Regions from separate parts of the Mus musculus genome. Here regions 1, 2, 3 and 5 are each linked to region 4. A link is a contact called in public Hi-C and capture Hi-C data. All regions are on one chromosome and are shown on one strand. The core of a region is the stretch at or near the end of the contact, and the rest is flanking DNA. Distances in the headings are between cores, read along the strand shown. Region 1 overlaps Gpc6 (glypican 6). Region 2 overlaps Gpc6 (glypican 6). Region 3 overlaps Gpc6 (glypican 6). Region 4 overlaps Gpc6 (glypican 6). Region 5 overlaps Gpc6 (glypican 6).

The links. A called contact is a pair of places that touch in the nucleus more often than the background predicts. Capture Hi-C pulls out chosen DNA fragments and counts their contacts.
Region 1: a capture Hi-C map of embryonic stem cells shows a contact between it and region 4, with 9 times the contacts expected there. The contact joins two enhancer-like sites. A contact is called at or near these places in 4 of 484 Hi-C or Micro-C datasets (the 3T3-L1 cell line, adipose-derived mesenchymal stem cells, nephron progenitors and 1 more), 2 of 115 datasets of contacts at active chromatin or transcription factors (embryonic fibroblasts and embryonic stem cells) and 1 of 9 other capture datasets (embryonic stem cells).
Region 2: a contact with region 4 is called in a Hi-C map of uterus, with 2.8 times the contacts expected there. The contact joins two enhancer-like sites. A contact is called at or near these places in 3 of 484 Hi-C or Micro-C datasets (cortical neurons, embryonic stem cells and uterus), 1 of 115 datasets of contacts at active chromatin or transcription factors (embryonic stem cells) and 1 of 9 other capture datasets (embryonic stem cells).
Region 3: a Hi-C map of neural progenitor cells shows a contact between it and region 4, with 6 times the contacts expected there. The contact joins two enhancer-like sites. A contact is called at or near these places in 15 of 484 Hi-C or Micro-C datasets (the AML12 cell line, the MC3T3-E1 cell line, cerebral cortex and 8 more), 4 of 115 datasets of contacts at active chromatin or transcription factors (embryonic basal ganglia, embryonic stem cells and trophoblast stem cells) and 1 of 9 other capture datasets (embryonic stem cells).
Region 5: a contact with region 4 is called in a Hi-C map of uterus, with 2.8 times the contacts expected there. The contact joins two enhancer-like sites. A contact is called at or near these places in 3 of 484 Hi-C or Micro-C datasets (nephron progenitors, uterus and ventricular fibroblasts) and 1 of 9 other capture datasets (embryonic stem cells).

Annotation. Positions count from the first base shown.
Region 1 is chr14:117,406,651-117,410,834 of GRCm38.p6, reverse strand. The region is part of intron 2 of Gpc6 (glypican 6); the gene reads right to left. Among named protein-coding and RNA genes, the nearest start is that of Gm52112, 280 kb to the right of the region's middle. Within about 2 kb of position 2,639, at least 14 of the 459 cell types and tissues checked have an H3K27ac peak or open chromatin away from gene starts, as enhancers often do.
Region 2 is chr14:117,237,985-117,241,756 of GRCm38.p6, reverse strand. The region is part of intron 2 of Gpc6 (glypican 6); the gene reads right to left. Among named protein-coding and RNA genes, the nearest start is that of Gm52112, 110 kb to the right of the region's middle. Within about 2 kb of position 1,591, at least 5 of the 459 cell types and tissues checked have an H3K27ac peak or open chromatin away from gene starts, as enhancers often do. A contact at or near this core is called in uterus, where this site is marked.
Region 3 is chr14:116,941,094-116,945,255 of GRCm38.p6, reverse strand. The region is part of intron 1 of Gpc6 (glypican 6); the gene reads right to left. Among named protein-coding and RNA genes, the nearest start is that of Gpc6, 18 kb to the right of the region's middle. Within about 2 kb of position 2,400, at least 5 of the 459 cell types and tissues checked have an H3K27ac peak or open chromatin away from gene starts, as enhancers often do. A contact at or near this core is called in neural progenitor cells, where this site is marked.
Region 4 is chr14:117,928,999-117,933,262 of GRCm38.p6, reverse strand. The region is part of intron 6 of Gpc6 (glypican 6); the gene reads right to left. Among named protein-coding and RNA genes, the nearest start is that of Gm52110, 21 kb to the right of the region's middle. Within about 2 kb of position 2,517, at least 140 of the 459 cell types and tissues checked have an H3K27ac peak or open chromatin away from gene starts, as enhancers often do. A contact at or near this core is called in neural progenitor cells and uterus, where this site is marked.
Region 5 is chr14:117,121,275-117,125,439 of GRCm38.p6, reverse strand. All of the region lies in intron 1 of Gpc6 (glypican 6), which reads right to left. Among named protein-coding and RNA genes, the nearest start is that of Gm52112, 5.0 kb to the left of the region's middle. Within about 2 kb of position 2,254, at least 5 of the 459 cell types and tissues checked have an H3K27ac peak or open chromatin away from gene starts, as enhancers often do. A contact at or near this core is called in uterus, where this site is marked.

The DNA.
Region 1 (4,184 bases), core at 1,390-3,889, 520 kb after region 4:
ACAAAACATATTTCATGCACATTGCTTACAGATGGAATGACTTGCAAAAACATAATCAGTTTTATAGGCCACATTCTCATAGAGATTGGTACAATTCCAGTTTACCATAAATGCTTTCCTGGCAGGCATTCAGTTATGTGTAATCCTCTCTATGTGTGTCATGGGTCACTAGCATCCAGCAACAAACTGTTGTTGACACCAACCTCCACTCAGAAGGCAGGTTTGCCTTTTCTTTGGGATACTACTAGAGATGCTCTCAAGGTCTAAGTAGTTCCTCGTTCCCGGCTTCTCCAAGTGTTCACTTCTGTCTTAGAAAAGTCTTCCGTTCAATGGCTCTACAATTTTTGTTACAAGCAGCTGGGGCATGTTCACACCTCTGGGGTTTGCCTATTACCTATACACGACCTACAGCCTTTGGTTAAATATACAGTAAGTTTATTGGGCCCGGTGCCACATACTTTTAAAGACAATATGATACAAAAGTAGATATGAATAGAAGTTATTACTTAAACTATGCTGCAAGAGTGTAAGCCATCCTTCTTAAGGAATGTGCTCTCCAAAATATACCTTTTAAAGAAATAATCGATATTCATAGATGAAGAATGTATCCAACGTTACTTACAAAGCTGGAATAATAGTTTGTGGGAAACAGATGGAGTTCTGAGTAAATTTGTATTATTTGTGTGAGCACGCACAGCCAGGTTAAGGACCTCAGTGCCTCAGACTTATGAAAATGGCAGGGCCTTCCCTGAAATCAGGCTCAGGGCAATGGCAAGGCCTTCCACTGATCCACGCATGGGTGTTGACAGTATGTGCAGGGAGCATCAATCACAGATTCCTCCTGTCTGATAACCACAAGCTGAGCTGACTCCCCCACAGAGACTTCTTGCCAAGAGAGGTTCTGCCTCCTCATCTTTGCTGTGGTATAAAATAAGCATTCTGGGTTTAAAGGCTGCTGCTGCTGCAACATCTCTTTTAGAGTGTATAGTCTATGTTCTTCTGTATGTCTGTCAGTCATTTCTTCATTCCCTGTCACCATTAGAGCAATCCCCAAACTTCATGGGTTACAGAAATGGTGCATGCAAATTATAAAAAACAAAAAGATGTAAGAAATGAAGTTGTCAGAATTTGAGGCACTGTTCCCACCATATGACCCTATTCAGTATCTAAGGCCTGGAGCTTATGAAATTTGAATTTTATAAGGCAGGCTTAATGTCTCTAAATCTATGTTCTCCTAAATATAGTACCTACACAGCACATAACATCAAGTGGAAAATGTGTATTTTTATTAAGTTTGGGCTCTGGCGTCCAGAACCATGGACCACATGGGATGTTCTGGGTTGTGTGTCTTTAAAGCTCAGTCAATCTAAGAGGAGCATTTCTTTCTTGTTTTATTTAACTCAAGAACCAGAATCAGAGAGCAAGTTAGAAAACCAAATGGCATGACCCCAGAAATAAGATGCCTTCTTGTTTCGTTATCCTTCATTCTGTTTGCTGCCAGTAATATCTTCCACAGTCTAGACAAATACAGCTCTCTTCCTTGTTGATAAATGATATAGCATTTGCTAAAAGTCTAGCATAATCTTCATCAGAATGATATCTAGTTGTTGCAGGATAGGTAAAAATAATGCACAGGTATTTTATGGAGGTACATGTCTTCTTGGTATCTAGAATTAAATCCAATCTTCTTTTTTTTTTAAGAGTTTAACCACTGCGTGTGTGTGCGTGTGTGTGTGTGTGTGTGCACGCATGTGCATGCACGCTCAAATGTTCACATGTTATATAACTTAATGCTCTGATTTGAAAGGCTGGTAAATCAGAGAAGGTTTTTGAAGGCTATGATTTTACAAAATAATACCCATAATATTTATGTATTTACCCCATTGCTCCAGTTTAAACCAAGTAAACTTTGAGAAGGGAGCTTCATCAGATGTCTAGCTCAGAACAAACCAGTTATATTTGCTTAAATAAATTCTCAAAAAAAAAAAACCCTCTTCATCAAGGATTGAAAGATCCTTTGAACAAATTAGTTATTTGACATTTTTACATGAAAATAGTAAAATGTTACTCTAATATGAAAAGCATTTACAAATGTTATTCAATTTCTTAGTATGCCTGTGCATTCTAAAATGCTGTCTCTGTTGATGGGGGCACATTCTGAATGACTCATTCGTAGCCATATGTCCTTATTTCATGGGAAATGTAGCAAGCCTGGAGCGGAGAATGTACGCAGCACTTCACAGCACAGCAAGCACTTGATCTGAATAACCTATATTTTTCTTGCACTGCAAAATCTAATAGAGTTGGACAAAATGTCATCTGCTGCTTATTAAGTCTTGTTTTTTTATGGTTGACTGACCTAATTTTCCAGAGTTTAAATTTTAACGTCTTATCACCTGCTTGGCTAAAGTTTCAGTTCGCTGTCAAGTACTTGTGCATGTTAGCATGCCATTTACACGTGTTCAAGTCAAATAATTGGGTTCACAGTAGACCTGTGTCAGTTTCAAATCTGGTCCCAATTAGAAAGTACATTTTTCAAAGTAGTGGATCTGGTTCTCTTTCTCACCCATTCATCACTTCAGTCATTCCTGGGAACAGAGAGGCATCACTGTGCAACTCGGGCAGCTGCTGCACATGAGACATCGTCTCTGCTCACAGTAGTTAGCTTTCTGTAGACTCAATTCGAAGCATCACAGTCTCCAGCCACTAGCTTATTCTTTTTCTTTCCTTCACATCATCTGTCCTTCACAGAGCCACAGGCTTCTGGGACACTGGCCATCTACTTTCTACCTTTCCTTGAGTAACCCGTGAGCTCATTCTTTTCCTTAGGAGCCTTGGTTCTGCACCAGTAGTCTAGTCATTGTATAACTGCTCTGCGTTCAAGCTGGCAGAAATAGTGAGCTTTGTTAAAAAAAAAAAACCCACTAGAAACTGTAATCTAGAGATCACTATCATGTTCTAGTGTTCACTTGGCTGTGTCAAACGAAAAGAAGATAAGCCAGCCCTTATGGCCTAGAGTCTTCTTAAATTCAGTCTCTAAGACTAATGCATCAGAACTGCCTGAAACCCACAGCATCTCCGTCTTCTGCTTACCTTTCTTTCAGTTATTTGCTACGATGTCACCCTTTCCTAGCTCAAATCCTATAAAATGACTCAAACCCTTCTCTAACTCCCTTCCCAAGGGCTGCACATTCTCTCCAGAGCAGACAGGTAGCATTCCTACACTGTGACAATTGATCTGGCAATTCAGAACCCAACAGTCCCCACTCAGTGAATTATCCTTACAGGCTTTCGTTGGTGTCTAATGCAATCATAAATTATGACACATAGAAGTACCTTCAAACCCTCTCCATTCACAGAAGAGCCGATTGAACCTCAGAAAATTGCATTCTGTGTTCTAAATATTCACACTACACAGACATTATGGGAAGCAAAATATTTCCCTCAGTTGGTTCCTTTCCTTGACATCATTTAAATCCTGTGAAGCTGGCACAAGTGAAACTGTGTTTCATAAGAAAGTAAATGTCCTTGATATTAATTGGACAATGTACGGTGAGTATTATCTAATTGCCCAGAGCCTTTTAGGAATGTTAAGTCTCAGTCTGACTACAGACCAAGAGAATTAGAATTCACATTTAAATGTGAGAGTGTTTTCCTGCATGTCTATCTGCACCACATGGTCAACAGGTGCCTGAAAAATCAGAAGAGGTTATCAGATGTTCTGGGACTGGAGGCAAAAATAATTAGTAGCTATTATGTGGGTGCTAGGGACTGATTCTTGGTTCTCTGCAAGAGCAACAAGCACTCTTAACCACAGAGTCATCTCTTCAGCTCAAGAACTGATTGTTCCTTAGTAAAAGCTTTTTAAGAGAGCAAAGAAAGCAACCATTAATCAACACCCATTGCTGCTGACTACACATCAGAACTGTTCTCTTTTCCAATGCTAGGTTGCATGTCCTTTCAAAGTTACTCAGTTTTTTTTTATTTGTTTTGTTGGGGTGCTGATACATGGAAATTCGCTGCTTTGTGCACAAGAAATTAGGGAGCTTTGCTCTGCTTGATAACAGAAATGGCAGCAACTAAATATGAGGATAAACTTCAAATATTTTATATGTATCATTAGTGTGGGGTTGAAGATGATAGAGCTTAAGATCTTCCAGGAAGGGCAAAGCCAGGGGTAGGAT
Region 2 (3,772 bases), core at 342-2,841, 690 kb after region 4:
CTCAGCATTGCCAGCTCTCAGATCATACAAGGGCAGTGGGAGGAAATTCGCTATATTGGCAATTTTCCATATTTGTGTTCAGAGGAACTTTACCTTTTCTAGAAGACAGTGAAAAGAAAAAAGAAATGAAACTGTGATATTCAGTTACTACTGGTAAAATAGTAAATGTCACAGTCAATTTCCATAACTACAAATGATTTAAAAGTTCAGTAATCTTGGGTCCAGGGATGTATACCATTAAAACGTATGCATACAGTTAACCATTCTTTTGATTTCAGAACCGTCTAAGTTGTGTGTATGTGTGTGTCTGTCTCTGTGTGTGGCAATGTGAACATGTGTCTTTGTGTGAATGCATTTTTGTATATTTGTTTCTCTGTGTGTATTTATGTGTGTATTTGTGCTATGAATGTATGCATGTATGTTTGTGTTTCTGTCTCTCTGTGTGTTTGTCTGTGCCTGTGTGTGTATATGTGTATAAATATATATTTGTCAATCTATGTATATATGTATGTCTCTGTGTCCCTGGGTATGTTTATGTGTGTACATGTGTGTTTATGTGTCTATGTATAAACCTACATTTGTGTTTCTGTGACTCTGTGTGTGTCCATTTATGTGTGTGTGTTTATGCTTCTGTGTCTATGTATATCTGTGCATATATATATATATATATATATATATATATATCTGTGTGTGCCAGTGTACATATATGTGTATGTATGTGTGTGTGTTTGTGTATATGTGCACATCTATGTGTATTTGTGTGTCTGTGTGTATATGTTTCTGTGTTTGTATTTGAGTGTTTCTGTGTATGTCTGTGTCTATGTGCACATATATGTGTTTGTGTATTTGTGTCTGTGTGTACCTATGAGTATGTGTTTGTATATGTATGTCTCTCTGTGTGTGTCTGTGTCTATGTATGTATCTATGTGAATGTGCACCTGTGTATGCGTATCTGTGTGTATCTATGTATATGTGTGTTTGCATGTGTATGTCTCTCTGAGTGTGCTTATGTGTATCTGTGTTTTTAAGTGTGGATGTATCTACAAGGAGGTCCACAGAGAAAGCTGCTCTATCACATCTAGACAGAAGCACACCATGCACTCCTCTGTCCCCCAGGACGAAGCATCAGATGAGTTACTAGTTGAAGTAGCACACCATGAACTGGAGCATTTGTTGGTTCTCAAGAGACTATACTGAGCATGGTACCTTCCACACCCGGGACTCATTCTGTGCATTTAGCATAAACAAGGAATACATCCTTGATCCATTTAACACCAATATCACAATAGAAGAATTCTCTGTTCGTCAGTATGCCCTGAAATAAAGAGGTGGAGCACAGTGAAGACAGTGAATGAAATAATACACTGAGTAGAACGAGGATGAAGGGTGACAGCATCCAGGGAGGCAACAGGAGTGTTAGTGTTGGCAGTGGGAAGGAAGATCTGGAATGGCAGAAAGGGTAGGACAGCAGATAGTGGTTAACTGCAGAAAACCAGCCGCTAGCTGACTCACCGCATTGCTCAGACTAAACCTGTATCATCAAAGTGATTTCTGCTTTGAGCAATCGATGGTTGTTTTGGAAAACCACAATAAAATGAAACCTACACCAGATTTCCAGAGCTCTGGTGGGCGTCTGCAGTCCAGAGAGCAGGCTTAGATATTTAAACTCTAACATTCAACCAAAGATGATCTTAATGGTGATTGAAAACATCTTTCCAATAAATAAAAACACATTTTGTCCACCGTCTTTAAAAAGTTTACTCAGTGACTTGGACAAACCCAGATGTAGTTTGGAAGGATTCTGGGACTAAAGAAGTAAGAGTTGATGGAAAAGGAAAACCACCAAAGAGGAAATGAACTGATATGATTTAATGTGCGTTATTATTACCATCGTAAATTATGTTGGTCAATGCTGCCTAAAGTAGAACTTCACTTGATTTTAAGCCAAACAAGACCACTGAATTATTTTCAGTTAATTGTGATCAAGCCATATGTTGCAATGAGAACAGTGTGTTAATCAGTCAACACTGCCTCAATGGTAACAAAATGGTGTGTTTCCCTTCTGCTGGACAAAGTATATCTCGCCAATAGAAGAAAACGAAAACGAATGATTACAGAAATCATGCTTTTTGGGTACATAAAAATCTTAACTGATTTTTGAAATTTTAAACAGATGGTAAGACTGGATTTATGAGATATTCTTCACACAACTCCTTTATGCTTGAAGATTTTTTATGTTGTATTTAGTGTGTGTGTGTGTATAGAATAGAGCACAACTTGCATAAATGGCATTTCTCCTTCTACCACACAGCCTCTGGACATGGAACTCAGGTTCCGAGACACAATAGCCAGTACTGTTACTTGCTATACAATCATGTCAGCCCCAAATGTGTATTTTAAGAGAGATATAAAGAGCTTCCGAGTAGTGCACTGAGACAGAAGTTTAAGAGACCTGAGGGCCTGGAGCTCAGGACATATGAAGTTAGTTTATCATCTGAGCTGTGAGAGGAACAGATAGAGGATATTCAGTAGTCATTTAATAAGTTACAAACATCACAGAGTATGATGTTGTATGTCTGAGCCCTGTGCCAAAGCAGAAAAATATTACAATATATGGCAAACTACAAGGCAAGAAACCAATTTCACTAACAGATCCACCTACCCTCAAATGCGTTTTATATTTATAACTAAAAAGCCCCCGCAATGGCCAATTGTAACACACTTTTATGGTGGCACTTTAAAAGCAGACCTTCCCGAGTTCCAAACACATCCACCGCGAACATTCAGTTCTAGAGCTGTGAAACAGACATTTGCTTTTCTGTAATAAGAATTTATGTGGTCATTGTCTGAAGCCAGAGATGCTACAGAAAGCACAGGCTGGCTTATCATGAAATTGACATATTTATGGGAGAAACTTAAATGGTAGACAGTTTCTACTCAGCTCTTACACACATGCACACACGCTCCCATATTCACACATACATGCAGACCCCTCAAACATAAAAACTTACTATATACTACAACCTCTTTGTACATACATGTGATGTCATACATTCAACTGATAGGATGTGACTACTGAAACTGCTAAGCTCGCATGTACTTTAATTTTTAATGATACTGTGTTATATGCCAACCAGTTTTAATATTAAACATTTTAAGCGAGCCTTAGGATTGGTACCTTAAATATGATGAGCATTGTAAATATGTTGACTCATCCTGGAGGAAAACGTGTCCATAAATGGGACGAGGCATGAGTCTACAACCTTCTTTCAGACAAAGCATAACTAGAAATAATGAGCTCAGGGGGACTCCACAGACAAGCACCCTGCTAAGCCCCATTCTTAAAGTCTTGGTCATTAGCTCTCTAATTACAGTTCATTGAAGCCCTTCACCATTTGCCTAAGCCCAGTCAGTACCAGAGAGGCGACCCTATCAAGATGAGGATGGTGGGCTCGCTGTTCCTAGCAGAATGGAATGGTAGGTCACCATTACTTATTCATACTGTTTTCTTATAGCGAGTTCAGCATACTGTGGCTTTCCTGCTACCAGTCTATCATTTATATTTACTTTACTAGGACACATATGTGTGTACATGTATCAACATATAAAATACTGGGTTATATGCTTAATGAAAAAAATGGTAACTCTCAAATTAAATCAATTAAAATGTGTGGCTGATAAAACATTGGCTAGATTATTAAATGGAATAAAAGTAAGATTAACTCTCTCTGTCTTATGTGTATGTGTGTCTGTGTGATATGTGTGTCCATGT
Region 3 (4,162 bases), core at 1,151-3,650, 990 kb after region 4:
AATATAATATCAATATTAAATAATAAAATAACAGCCTCATCAGTGGTTTCATCTCACACTATCAAAATATTTGTCTTTTTAACACAACATAAACAATTTAAGAAAGTAACTGGATGTGGGGATTGAATTATACAAATTCACTCATTTACACACATGCACACACACACACATGCACACACACACACACACACACACACAGAGGATACGGCAATGCCTATGAGTTTTTAAATACACAGTATGCTGTTCTGGGAAAGGGGTATTTTCATATGAACTAGCACATTAAAAACTTCATCTTTAGTGGAGATTATCATCTGAAATAAGGGTGGTTATTTTCCCAAAACTTCACTAGAAATTTTCTTAGACATGAGAACAGAGATAATGAGGTTAACCATCTTCAATAAGTTTATGCAGTTTGCTGTGCTCAGATTCAAGTACGGTGACCGCAACAAAGATCATTTGGTCGAGTCTTGGAAAACACCAAAGCTATGCATTGCTAGCAAGTTCACAAAATTGATATACTGAAGAGAGGAATTTACTTAACTTCCAAATTGTTAGGTACAATTCTTCCACTTATATATAAGAGTGTTTAGGGCCAGGTATTGGGGTGCCCCTTTAATTCCTGTACTAGTCGGTAAAGGTGGGAGCCTGCTCTACATAGAAGGTTTTTGGCCTTAGAAAAGATTCCTACCCTGTCTTGAGAAGGTGCGGTGCAGGGGTCTGGAGAGAAAGAGAGGTGACTCAGCAGCTAGGAGACCAGGCTGCTTCCTTAGAGGACCTGGGTTTAGTTCCCAGCTCCCACAAGGCAGCTTACAGCCATCTGGATCTTTCCTTGCAGGGTATCTGATGCCCTCTTCTGGTCTCTGCAGTCAATGCAGACACAGGCATACACACAAAACACACAAAATCAAAATAAATAAACCTCAACATTTTTTAAGTTAAAAAAAGCATTTAAGGATACATTTTAAATTGATTCATATGCAAAAGAGAAAAAGCCACTTCAACAACTGAAAAGCTGACCAAAGCTCTCATGCCTCAGGTTCTCCCTCTCTGACGCACTAATTACCCACCCAAGCCCTGCTTCTCTAAGCCTCCATCACTCCTCTCTGCATTACACTGAAGTTCTCCTCTGTAGCTGTCCTCGCTGTTCTCGGTGGACCTCAAGGGCAGGAAAACTCCAAGTACCTCTCCTTTAAACAGGCAATTAAAAATAAAATTTTCCTGACCTATACTGACATATGAATGAGGTCTTAAGTAGGCCAAGGCCACCAATGGAATTCACAGAACTACAAGCGGTTCCTGTGAGCACGCCAGGAGCTCAATTTATTACTCAAAGCCTCTACCATAAATAGATCACTCTAGAAGCTACGCCATTTGGTGGCTCCATGCCTAGGACCAGTCAACTCTGTCAAGAAATGTTCCTTCCTATCAACGTCTTCACCTTCAAGGTAATACTGTTGTCATTTAAAATATTCTTTATGTTTAACTCGCCTAATCTTTTCAGATATTCTAAAACTATTGTCAAAGATGTGGAAAGTGCACCCCTCTCTTTTTAAAGGACATTTTAAATAGGCGCGTACCAACGTGTGGCAATGCTTCATTGGGAGGTAGGTTATTCTTCAACACCAAATGAAAGCAGCGCATCCCCTGTTCCACACAGTAATCTCCACTGCTTTATCCTTTCGTAAATTGATTTCCACTGCCTTGAGCTAACTTAGCTTATGGGTACCAAGTTTTTGAAGGAAACAGGAGAGTATCTTTACAATACACCACTTAGTTTTAGTGTTACTGAAATTGACTAAGTCTTGCCCAGCAGGGAGAAAGGAATACTTCTTGTAATTCCTAATAGAGAATAGTTAATTATTTATTGCATAGCATGTATGTTAAGGCATTGTGCTCTGGGAGAAGTAGAATTGGAAGAGTGTCCTCTGATACCTCAGGGGCAAGTGTGGAAAACAAAGAATAAATGTCTCCTTTTTTTTTAAAAGGAGAAAAGAAATAGTAGAACACAGCTGGATTGATTACCAAAATAAGAGACAAATGACTGAAGGTCAGTAAAGGCAGAAACAGGAAGGAAGTAGCCTTGGAGAGAGGAATTTGATGAATCTGAGAGTGATTGGTATGGGCAACTTAATGAGATTAAACTTGGCTTCGCGGAAGAGTAGGGAGGACAGGTTGGCATTGTTAGGATTGTGAGCAAAGAACAGAAGCTCGGAGAGAAGTGACTTTGTTGAAAGAGCTTTTACGAGATGGAAGTTTCTAGAAGAGGCATGCCTGGCAATAAATTAGAAAAGTGGCTTACGTTCTTGGCTGTTAAACCAAGAAGTCTGTATTTATTCTGAGGGCAATGGAGAACACCGTTAACTAGACAACCTAGGTCTGAGAATGTCAGACAGTGTGTGTCTTCAGTGTGTCCCCACAGCAAGGCCACCAACATGCTCAGGAATGTCTTCAGACTGACTCAAGAGCCCCTTCCCCCAGTTGATGAATTAGAAACAACCAAATTGGAGCTTGGTAGCCCATGTTTCAGCCAGCACCCTGGGTGATTCTAACTTTCACTCAAGTTTGAGAGCTGCTGATTAAACAAATCAAAGTTACCAAGAGGCCTATGGAAAATACAGGATCGATGGAATCCTTAGGGGTACATCAACCAAAACCACAGAAATAGTAACTAGTTGGAGCAGCTGCTCTCAAAACAGGAGAAGTATGTGGTAGCCAGGATACAACAGAAAATGCTACTCCAGATGAACCAGAAATTCTTACTATATAGCCAAAGAAACAAAGTCTGCTTATTAAAATATGCCTACATTTCATGTTTGTTACTGCATCATTCACAAAGACAAAATATATAATCAATTGTGGGGCCTGCCAGTACATATGTGGTAAAAGAAATTCTCACAGGTATATAAACTATGAGATATTATTCAACCTTACAGCAAAACGAAAGGAACCTGGGGGTAGGGTTGGGGGAGGGCTTATGTGAAGAGAAATAGGAGACACAAGAAGAAAAATAACCTACTTTTTCATAAATGAAAGCTACAAAAAATAGAAATGGTCTCAAAGTAGGAGCAGAGCAGAACTGAAGGAGATGCTGACCACCACTAGAAACTTGAAATGGAGGGGAAGGGAGGGAAATTTGGCAATGGGTACCAAAATACAGAGAGATGGGAAGAATCTATTCTAGCATCCTGTATCACAGAAGAGTGAGTGTAGTTTTAAACAGCCTGCTGCCATCATTTATGGAGAACCAGAGGAGATGGGCAGAGCCTCTCAATGCAGAGAAATAATAAACGCACCAGCAGATGGAATGCCATTTGTTCCTTCTGAGTTGATTAATTCATACTGTATATGTATACTGAACTGTCAAACTATGCCTATGAATGTGCACAATTACTATGCCAATTGAAAATAAATAAATTCACGTATAATAAAAAATAATGCAAGCCGTAAGATTTGGCTGCTTAAGGTGAACTGACACCCGTGAGGCAGCACAACAGAGAGAACACGGCCAGTCATTTCCAAGTTGGAGAGTAAATAGGACAAAGAGTGCATTTATAAAAGTTTTTCCTATTTGGCATTTAGTGGCGCGTCAAGACCACCTTTTAGAGCTCTAGGCTGGAGGCAGGGTTTGGTGGTTCACAGTGAATACTAGTCTTGCCGAGGACCCAACATCCACATAGAGAAGAACACAAGCAACACGGTCCCCAGCGCATCCAAAGCCCTCTAACAGTTTCCAGTGGCTTCTACACTCATGTACACATAAACACACACATATAGAAATAATTAGAGAAGAACTTAAAATTTAGATATTTTAAAAATAATTAAATAATTTTCTTGAAAATAGCTTTTTTCTTAGAGGCTGATCATTGGAGGAAATTTAAAATGACCATGCAAATTATAGTGAACTGGCCTTCCTGTTGCTTCCGGGTGAGATAGCGACCTCATCAGCATGCACATACCACAGGAATCGGGGAGAGAGAACTACGATTTCCTGAAGATTCCTCTCTTCATGATGCTCACCTGAAGCATGCTACTTAACTGTCACAGAAAATTGTCATGAGTCAGCCATTGTTACTTTCCTTTTTCTGGAGTTAAGGAAAGTCAAGGTGTAGGCGTTCCGTGAAATAATCACATTCTAAGTTATAAGGCCAGGACTTGGTCTCTC
Region 4 (4,264 bases), core at 1,268-3,767:
TTCTTAGAACTGCTTTCCTCTCAAGACTCCCCGCTTGCTCAAACCTTTGCCCATGCTACTGAGAAGTATTTTTTTTAATATTTATTTATTTATTATATGTAAATACACTGTAGCTGTCCTCAGACACTCCAGAAGAGGGAGTCAGATCTTGTTATGGATGGTTGTGAGCCACCATGTGGTTGCTGGGATTTGAACTCCTGACCTTCGGAAGAGCAGTCGGGTGCTCTTACCCACTGAGCCATCTCACCAGCCCCGAGAAGTATTTTTTTAGTATGCTGAGAGAGATGTCTTTCCTTTCTCCCTTTCCACATCCTCTTCATCCTTCCACGCAAAGATTCTGCAGGCCGAGAGAAGCTGGGGAGTAGGCTGGGCTGAAATTTTTCATCCATCCGTATGTTCTACCATTCCTTGTACTCTTCTGGTTAAAAAGGATAAAGTAGAAGGATTGAACAAGGGCAAGTCCTCCCATTAGTATGTAGAGAAGGATGGTCTCGACCAATCACCTTATAGTGGAGGATAGCCTCACCCAATCACTACAGAGTGGAGGAAAACCTCAACCAATCACTTTATAGTGGGGGTTGGCCTTAACCAATCACCACGTAATGGAGGATAGCCTCAACCAATCACCATGTAGTGGAGGATGGCCCCTGACCAATCACCATGTAATGGAGGATGGCCCCGACCAATCACCATGTAGTGGAGGATGGCCCCGACCAATCACCATGTAGTGGAGGATGGCCCCGACCAATCACCATGTAGTGGAGGATGGCCCCGACCAATCACCATGTAGTGGAGGATGGCCCCGACCAATCACCATGTAGTGGAGGATGGCCTCGAACATGTGATGCTTATGCTTCTACCTCCCTAATGCTGGAATTTCAGGCACCACGCCTATTGTTTAGTCTACTGCCGAGCCACGCCCAGTCCCGTTCATAGTTCTAAGCTCAGGTTGCTTAGTATTCCCTGTCCAACGTGAACACTGTGTAAACAGTTGTTACACTGATTTAGGGAATAGCGATGAAGAGGTCCTCGTATGTTCGGAACAGTATGTTTTTTTTTTTTTAATTTTTTAATATTTTTTGATCCAGGGTCGGTGGAATACGTGGATGCTAATGTCTATGCTAATTAACAGCCCAAGAAGTTTAACTAGTGCTGTCAGGTGACTTGTTGAATTTTGAGCGTTTCAGACAATTTCTGGAATTTTAATTTTCAGTATGTGTGCTCCCTGCTCCAGGTCGAAGGGATAAGTGATGCTTTACGGAATTTGCGATGGCGCCGTCGAGAGAGGGATATATATGTTCTCACACTTGCCTTTTCCACAGGAACGTGTTAATTAGCAGAGAGGCCTCATTACACTCAGCAAGCAGGCTTTTTGCCGACCCAGATCTGGATTGTTTTATTTTATTTTTCTCTCCCAAATCCCCAATTGAGGAGAAGCATCTCGTTTTCTCCAGGGTCTGGGGATGAGGGAGGATGAAGCAATCTCCCGTTACAAACGCTCATGGTTTGTCACATAGTAAAGTTACGAAAAAACAAGGTTTGGGTAAAGATGTGGAAGTGGGTCTCTTGGCAGACTGCAGGGCTGTCTGGACAGATGCACTGGCTCCTGGTCCACAGCAGAGCAGCATCACAGAGAGCCTCAGCTCAAGAACGGCATGCTTCGTGATGGTGTGTGTGTGTGTGTGTGTGTGTGCCCGTGTGTGTGTGTGTGCCCGTGTGTGTGTGTGTGTGTGTGTGTGTGTGTGTGGCAGGAGCCCTGGATAGGCTTAGAAGGGAAACTGGCTTCCAGCTGTGCTCTGCCAATGTGCTGCAGTTTTATAGGACCAAGTGGGGAACATGGGAGACCTCGCGCTCCTCTCTTCGCTTCTGTGATGCCTCCTCAGGCCAAGACTAGCTGGAGCCCTTAGAGGCCTTGGATACACTGACTCATCAGGCTTCCAGGGTGGAGCAGGCTGGTGACAAGGGAGAATGACTTTTCAGGAGCACAGAGAAGCCACCAGCCCCATCTGCCTGTATGCAGTTTCGCCCTGGCTTCTTCGTTTCATACAACACAATCTTACTGCTGAGTAGCAGTGCTGAGTGTCTCAGCCTGAGGAGCGCAGGGAGTGGCCCAGGGAGCTGTAGGCCAACCCAATCCCCTTCCTGACAGCATTGCCAGACTGCCTTCATCTGTTTCCTCAGCCTATTTCCTTAAAGGTGGAGCCATCTCCAGACCAACTGCCTACATACAGCCCTTACACCTTTCCTCAGCCTTGAGGCTCTGCAGAGAGGGCAAAAGCCACTCTTCAGTAAACACAGAGGAGCATAGAAGAAGGGCGCGCAGCATCCCAGGAAGCCCCAGCCTGCCACCACCGAACCCTGGTTTCCCACCTCTGGGTCTTGTTTTGCTGTCTATGTTTCTTTTCTTCTCCTTCCCTCGCCCTTTGTTCTCTGTTTCCAAGGCTTCCTGACTGTGTGGTTTAATTACCCGTCTGCCCTTGCCTCTTCGAAATCGTCTGGAATGTTTCTGAGACATCCAGTGCTGACTCAACCCCATCAGGGAAATTCATGAGGATACGCTACCAAGGATCCGATTCCCTTAGTAACAGCTCTTCACTGTTTCATGTCTGGTTATTTTTATTTAAATCTGAGACCGAGGGAGTTAGCGTGGTGGGCCGAGGTCATGGAGGGCAGCTCAGACCAGTGACCTAGCCACAGATTCACATTCTTTAGGAGCTTTTGTCATTTGAGCTGACCTCCCTATTCAGGCAAGGGCTGATTGCTATTCCTCTTGGTTTTGGGGGGGGGGATAAGGAAGCGAGTTCCCACCCCCCACCCCTAGGGAGATTGTGGTTGAGTGAATTAGAGGCTCAATCACGGGCCCAGATGTGCCATCTTAACTCCCTGGAGCCTCCCATCACTTTCCTATAGTTTTGTGTTCCCACAGAAGACACTGGGACTTCAGGAGCTGGTCTGTCTCAGAACCAGTGTGACATGGGACAGCTGTATAAAGCACTGCCTCCTGAGGATTCACTCTGGGCAGATTTGGTTCTCAGAAATTCTCATTAAGCAGAAGAATGCAGAGGGCTCGCTGGGGATCTGTGTCCCTAGGCGGTGTTTTATGGAAGCTTGGGGGAAAGTTGCCATCCATAGACTTTTTATTATTATTATGACTCTGTCTTTATGGGGCTCCTCCCACTCTTCACCTTTCTCCTTTGTGTTTCTGGTTTGAGTAGGTGCTGCTGGCCTTTTCTGTGAGAGAGCCGTGTGCTAATATGTGCGGGGTACAGGAAGTGAGTGCAGAAGGCACTGAAACATAAATGCAAACTCACCTGCTCCCTGCCCGGAAAGTCTGCGCTCTCTCTCTCTCTCTCTCTCTCTCTCTCTCTCTCTCTCTCTCTCTCTCTCTCTCTCTCTCTCTATGTTGGATATTTTCATTAATCATTCTCGAGTTCTATTTTGAGACAGGATCTCTTGGTTGGACCAGGAGCTAACTAACCAGTTGGGTTAGTCTGTCTGCCCCATGAGCCTCCTGCCTCCATTTCTCCAACTCTGGTGCTACATAGGTGCACATTTCCCCAGCTTACTTGCTGGGTTCTGCGGGATAGAACCCAGGTCCTCATGCACAGCTAGCATTTTACCAACCCAGCCATCTCTTCAGACCACAACCATTATGCTTTTTAAAAGTCACAGTCTACTAATGTCAGACACTCATGCACAGTTAGCCCTGTGCCTGAGAGGGTGACATTTGTCTGTGGATCTCTTGCCTACTGCCGACTCCTGTTCTGTATCCTCTCCTGTTTATCCTTCACCTTCTGCTGAGATATCAGCTTTTTCTTGTGTGTTTTCTAGCTTCCCAGACTGTCCTAGAAGATGCCCCACTGCCTCTGTGTACCAATTCTTCCTTCCAGGCACTTCCACAAGATGGATCTTTCATTCCATTCTGTATAGAACAGGGAGATCAATAGATATCTTACATACACATATATGTCTTTGAATTGTATCACTTTCTCCAAAAGACACAGTTAAGGCACATATATAAAAACATGTATATATAAGACATATAAAATTTTTACAGCAGGATCCACGGTGGGATGCCAGTGTGAATGCATAGCTCGGATGAGTGAGCCCTGTTCAAATTGCTCTGTGTGCTGTGGCTGCTCCTCCCCTTGGTTTTCTTTGTGTAGTACAGGGTCTTGCAATGTATCCCTGGTTGGTCTGTAACTTACTGTGCATATCAGGTTGGCCTTGAACTCCCAGCAATCCCCCTGCCTCTGTTTTCCCA
Region 5 (4,165 bases), core at 1,005-3,504, 810 kb after region 4:
AATGACATGTATATGTTCAAGGCAGCAAAGTTTATATCAAGGTCACTGTTGGTGAACTTCCAATGAAATATGAAAAAGTATAGCAATGAGAAATTACCATATGACTACCTAACACTACCACATATAAAGAGGACACGAACCAGAAATACTCACTCATTATGAACAAGTCATTCTCAAAGCCTGACAAATAATTCTCCTAAACTATGTTATTAGCAATATCATGAATTATACAACAGGAATGCTTGTTCAAACTATTTTTTTCTGATAAGAAACACTGCATTTTAAAGAGCAACCTCTATTTTTAATATTTAATACCTCAGCATATCTAGATCTCTAAAAGTAGCATGCTATTTAGGAAAGAAGTGCACTTCTCGTGATGTTAAAAGCATTTCTGGCATTTTATATTACCTGCTTTTTAATGACTGTATTTTCCTAGCATTAAAAATGAATTAATCTCGTTCTCCCTAAGTACTCTGTTGAACATAGTAAAAGAAACAGTTCAACAGGGTACTCTGCTTCGCGAAGGCCGTATAGATTGTTGTTTCTCTCTGCATTTTTGGTTTAATAGCTGGATATGTACATTGGCATCCAAGTCTAAGCTCATTGAACTTAAAGGTTTCACAGACACAGAGTTTATTATTTACCAGGGAATGATATTGACAAGAGTATCCAGTGTTGAAGTGCAAATGAAATACAATTAAGACACTGTCTATATATAGTTTCATTCAAAAGAAAATATTTACTCAGTTGTTTAAAAGTAAAAATGTGCTAAATAACTGATTTTAGCACTGTGGAATGGTCTATAAAATTAAAACAACTTCCTTCTATCAATTCTTGAGGTACCTTAGAGTAAATTTTCACATTCTGGCACCTATCAATTATCATAGTACTTACTGTACATTAATCAAAATCATATGGAGGGGAAAATATCACAATAAGAAGCCCAAAGAGGAAGAAAAGAACTTTTCCAGATTGAGTTAAGATGGAATTACCCACAAAAAGAATTTCAAAAAATAAAGTAATAAAATCTGCATATTAGGGAAGCAGTATCCATGATGGACTGGGAAGAGTGAGGTCTATCTAGAGGGGCTGAGAGGAGCATTGGAATTTGAAACACTAAACTCAGTACTGTGGTGCACACATGCAATCCCAGCACTTAAGATGCAGAGGCAAGAAGATCCAGGGCCCAAGGCCTCTCTTGGCTACATAGGAAGCATGAAGATGGCCTGGTCCCTGCCTTGGATGGGATTCTCTTAGTAAATAAAGAAATAGGGAAGAAAAGTACATAAACACAGACTCAGGAGTAATTGTAGCATGTCCCTCTGTTGGTGTCCTTTGGACAGACCTGAACACTAGGGTTCCATGGAGGTGGCACTAAGCTGTGTTCCTTTGGTTACTCTTCATGTGCTGCCACAGTTGCAGAGTTGCATAGCAAACAGAGATACATGAACCTCTAGTACTCTGGCTAGAAAGATGGAAAGGCACAACACACTGGACATTTCTGCAGAAAGGATGTTGAGAGAAGTAGGTAATGTGGACCCTGAGGTTAATATCCTAGATTCCCTGTCACTGCACAAATGTAAAGTTGATACCACTCGATTAAATAAAGGATGACCACTCCCAAGACACAAGTTCACCATGGAGTGGACATGTGACACATCCAAAATTAGATACAATACAGACACTCACACAGAACTGATATTTAACCCACAAAAGGAAGGTTGAAACTTACTCAGAGTCTAAACATAACCAACTTCACAGGGCTCCCAAAAAGAAATATAAACAGCTTCCATGGAATTTAAACAAAGCACAGAAACTCATGTAATGTTCACACTGACCAGGAAAATAAAGAATATTGTTCAACATATAAAGAATAGGAGGAAAGCCAATTACATAGGTAGAAATAATACATGGGTGTCACTAGAAGATGGGAAATGGTCATGGCCCCAAGAAGTCTTGTGAACAGATATAACAGATAAAAGCGGTCATTCCCTCTGTATCCCAAAATGTGTTACGAACACAAAATCAAAACCAGCTGTACTCAAAGGAAAAGAAGGAAAATCTACGAAACCCGAAGACTTCAATTTTTGGCTTTCTATGAGAGTAGGAGAAAGTTAAAATGTCAGTAAGGATAGAGGAGAGCTGAAACTCCTTCCTTACCAAGAGGAGCTAATGAACACTTATAGGCTGCTCAAGCCAACGGCAGCCAAGGATGTGCTCTATTCGCACACACCTGAATGTTTGCCAGGACAGATGGGTCATAAAAGCAACAACAACAAACTGTAAGTCATGAGCATCAGACAAGCATGCCCTCAGACAGGAACTAAACTAAGCTGGAAATCATTACCAGACACATAACATAAAATCCCCCTCAGACAAGAACAAACATGTCTGATTAATCTGTGGATAAAAAATAACTCGGAGGAAATTAGAAAATATTTCTTAAACAATTAAAATATCAGTTGGACATGAGAGAATTGATGAAACACAGTTCAAGAGAGAGGGAATTTAGAGCAAAAAATACATCACAAAGATGTCTAAGAGTTTCTATATTAACCAAGCAGATGGACAACAAATCGAATATGAAAGAAACAATAAGAATGATAGAAATTAAACCCAGGAAGAGTTAAAAAATAGATAAAAGTTAATCAAGCCAAAAGAAACATCATTTAAAAATGTTTTTGAAAAACATCATATTGATAAGCATTTGAAAACACAGAAGTTAGAACATACACATGACCAACATAAGGAGTAAAGGAAAATGCATTTTTAGAGACTCAATGAGCATTTCAAAGATATTGTAAGCTAACAAATCTTTGCAGAAGAATTAATCATTTGAGTAAAAATGTCAAGTTCCTCAGAATCTACCAATGGCAAAGAATGCTTGAAGCTAAAATAGATAAGAAGCACGATGAAATAAACTTTTACAAATGGATTTTACAATTAATAAAAATAAATCTTTGGCAAATATATGTTAAGTTCTAGATAACTTCATTAACAAATATAATAAATATTTTTAAAATAATAAGTTCAATTAGATGATAGATGAGATAGAAATATAAAAACTATAAAAATAAGGAGGAGAAGGAGGAGGAGCAGGAGGAGAAGGGAAGGGAGAGAATGAAATCCTTCATGAGGTCATAGTTATTATGAGTCTGGCAAAGGAAAAAGCATGAATTGAAAAAGAACAAGAATGGGCAGAAGGCCAGGCTGAGAACTGTCCCTTCATCTGTGCTTCCATAGTGCACAGGCAGAGGAGGATCCGTGTGACAGGAGGTTCAGATGTTCCTGAGTCTTGCATCAACAATGAAATTAAACAACTGCAACCAGAAAGCAGTGTCTGAGTGTGAGTCTTACAACCCTGATCAAAGCAGGTGCTCAAGTTCTCAACAACAGCATTTGAAGCCCTATGTAAAAGTATTACAAACCCCAAACAAAAGGATTTTATCCTCCTACTGCTAGAGCAGACTGGTGCTTCACAATTAATCTATAGAGTTGCTCATAATCTCTCTTGAGGAAGAAAATTTTAAGAGAATATGAACTACTTTAGAATACAAATCTGACAAACCATGAGATGAAATAAGGAGGAAAACTAAATTCTATCAAGAAAATAAAGGAGATTTTCTTTAACCTAAAAGGAAGCATCCTTCCTAGCCCGCTATCTTAATGGAGATACACTGTGTAATCCTTGCCAATGAAATAAGTGAAGAAAAACTAGGAAGACTTTCTATTTTATTCAGTACTAGCATGCTAATTTTAAAATGTATGTAGAAGTAACAAAGACGTAGAATTACGAAAATGTGTTTTTGTAAGGCAAAAATAGAGTAGTAAGAAGAGATGGAGGAGGAGGAGGAAGAGAGGAGGAGAAGGAAGAAGATGAAAATGAGGAAAGAACATGACGATTAGAACTGGATTGTTTCAACACTTACTGCTTTATGTCTTCAGAACCATTAAGATATGTAGACTAATAAAATAAAACTGCTGCAGTAAGTGCAGAAATAAAACCATTCCAGCACACCCATTGGGCTTTTAACAAAAGAGACAGAATGATATCTTTATTGGGTTATTTTGAACAATAGAAGTTACACACACACACACCTCAAACAAAAAGAACTACCATGTATAGGCCAAACATCATGTAGTCACTACTTAAATCTTAAGTACA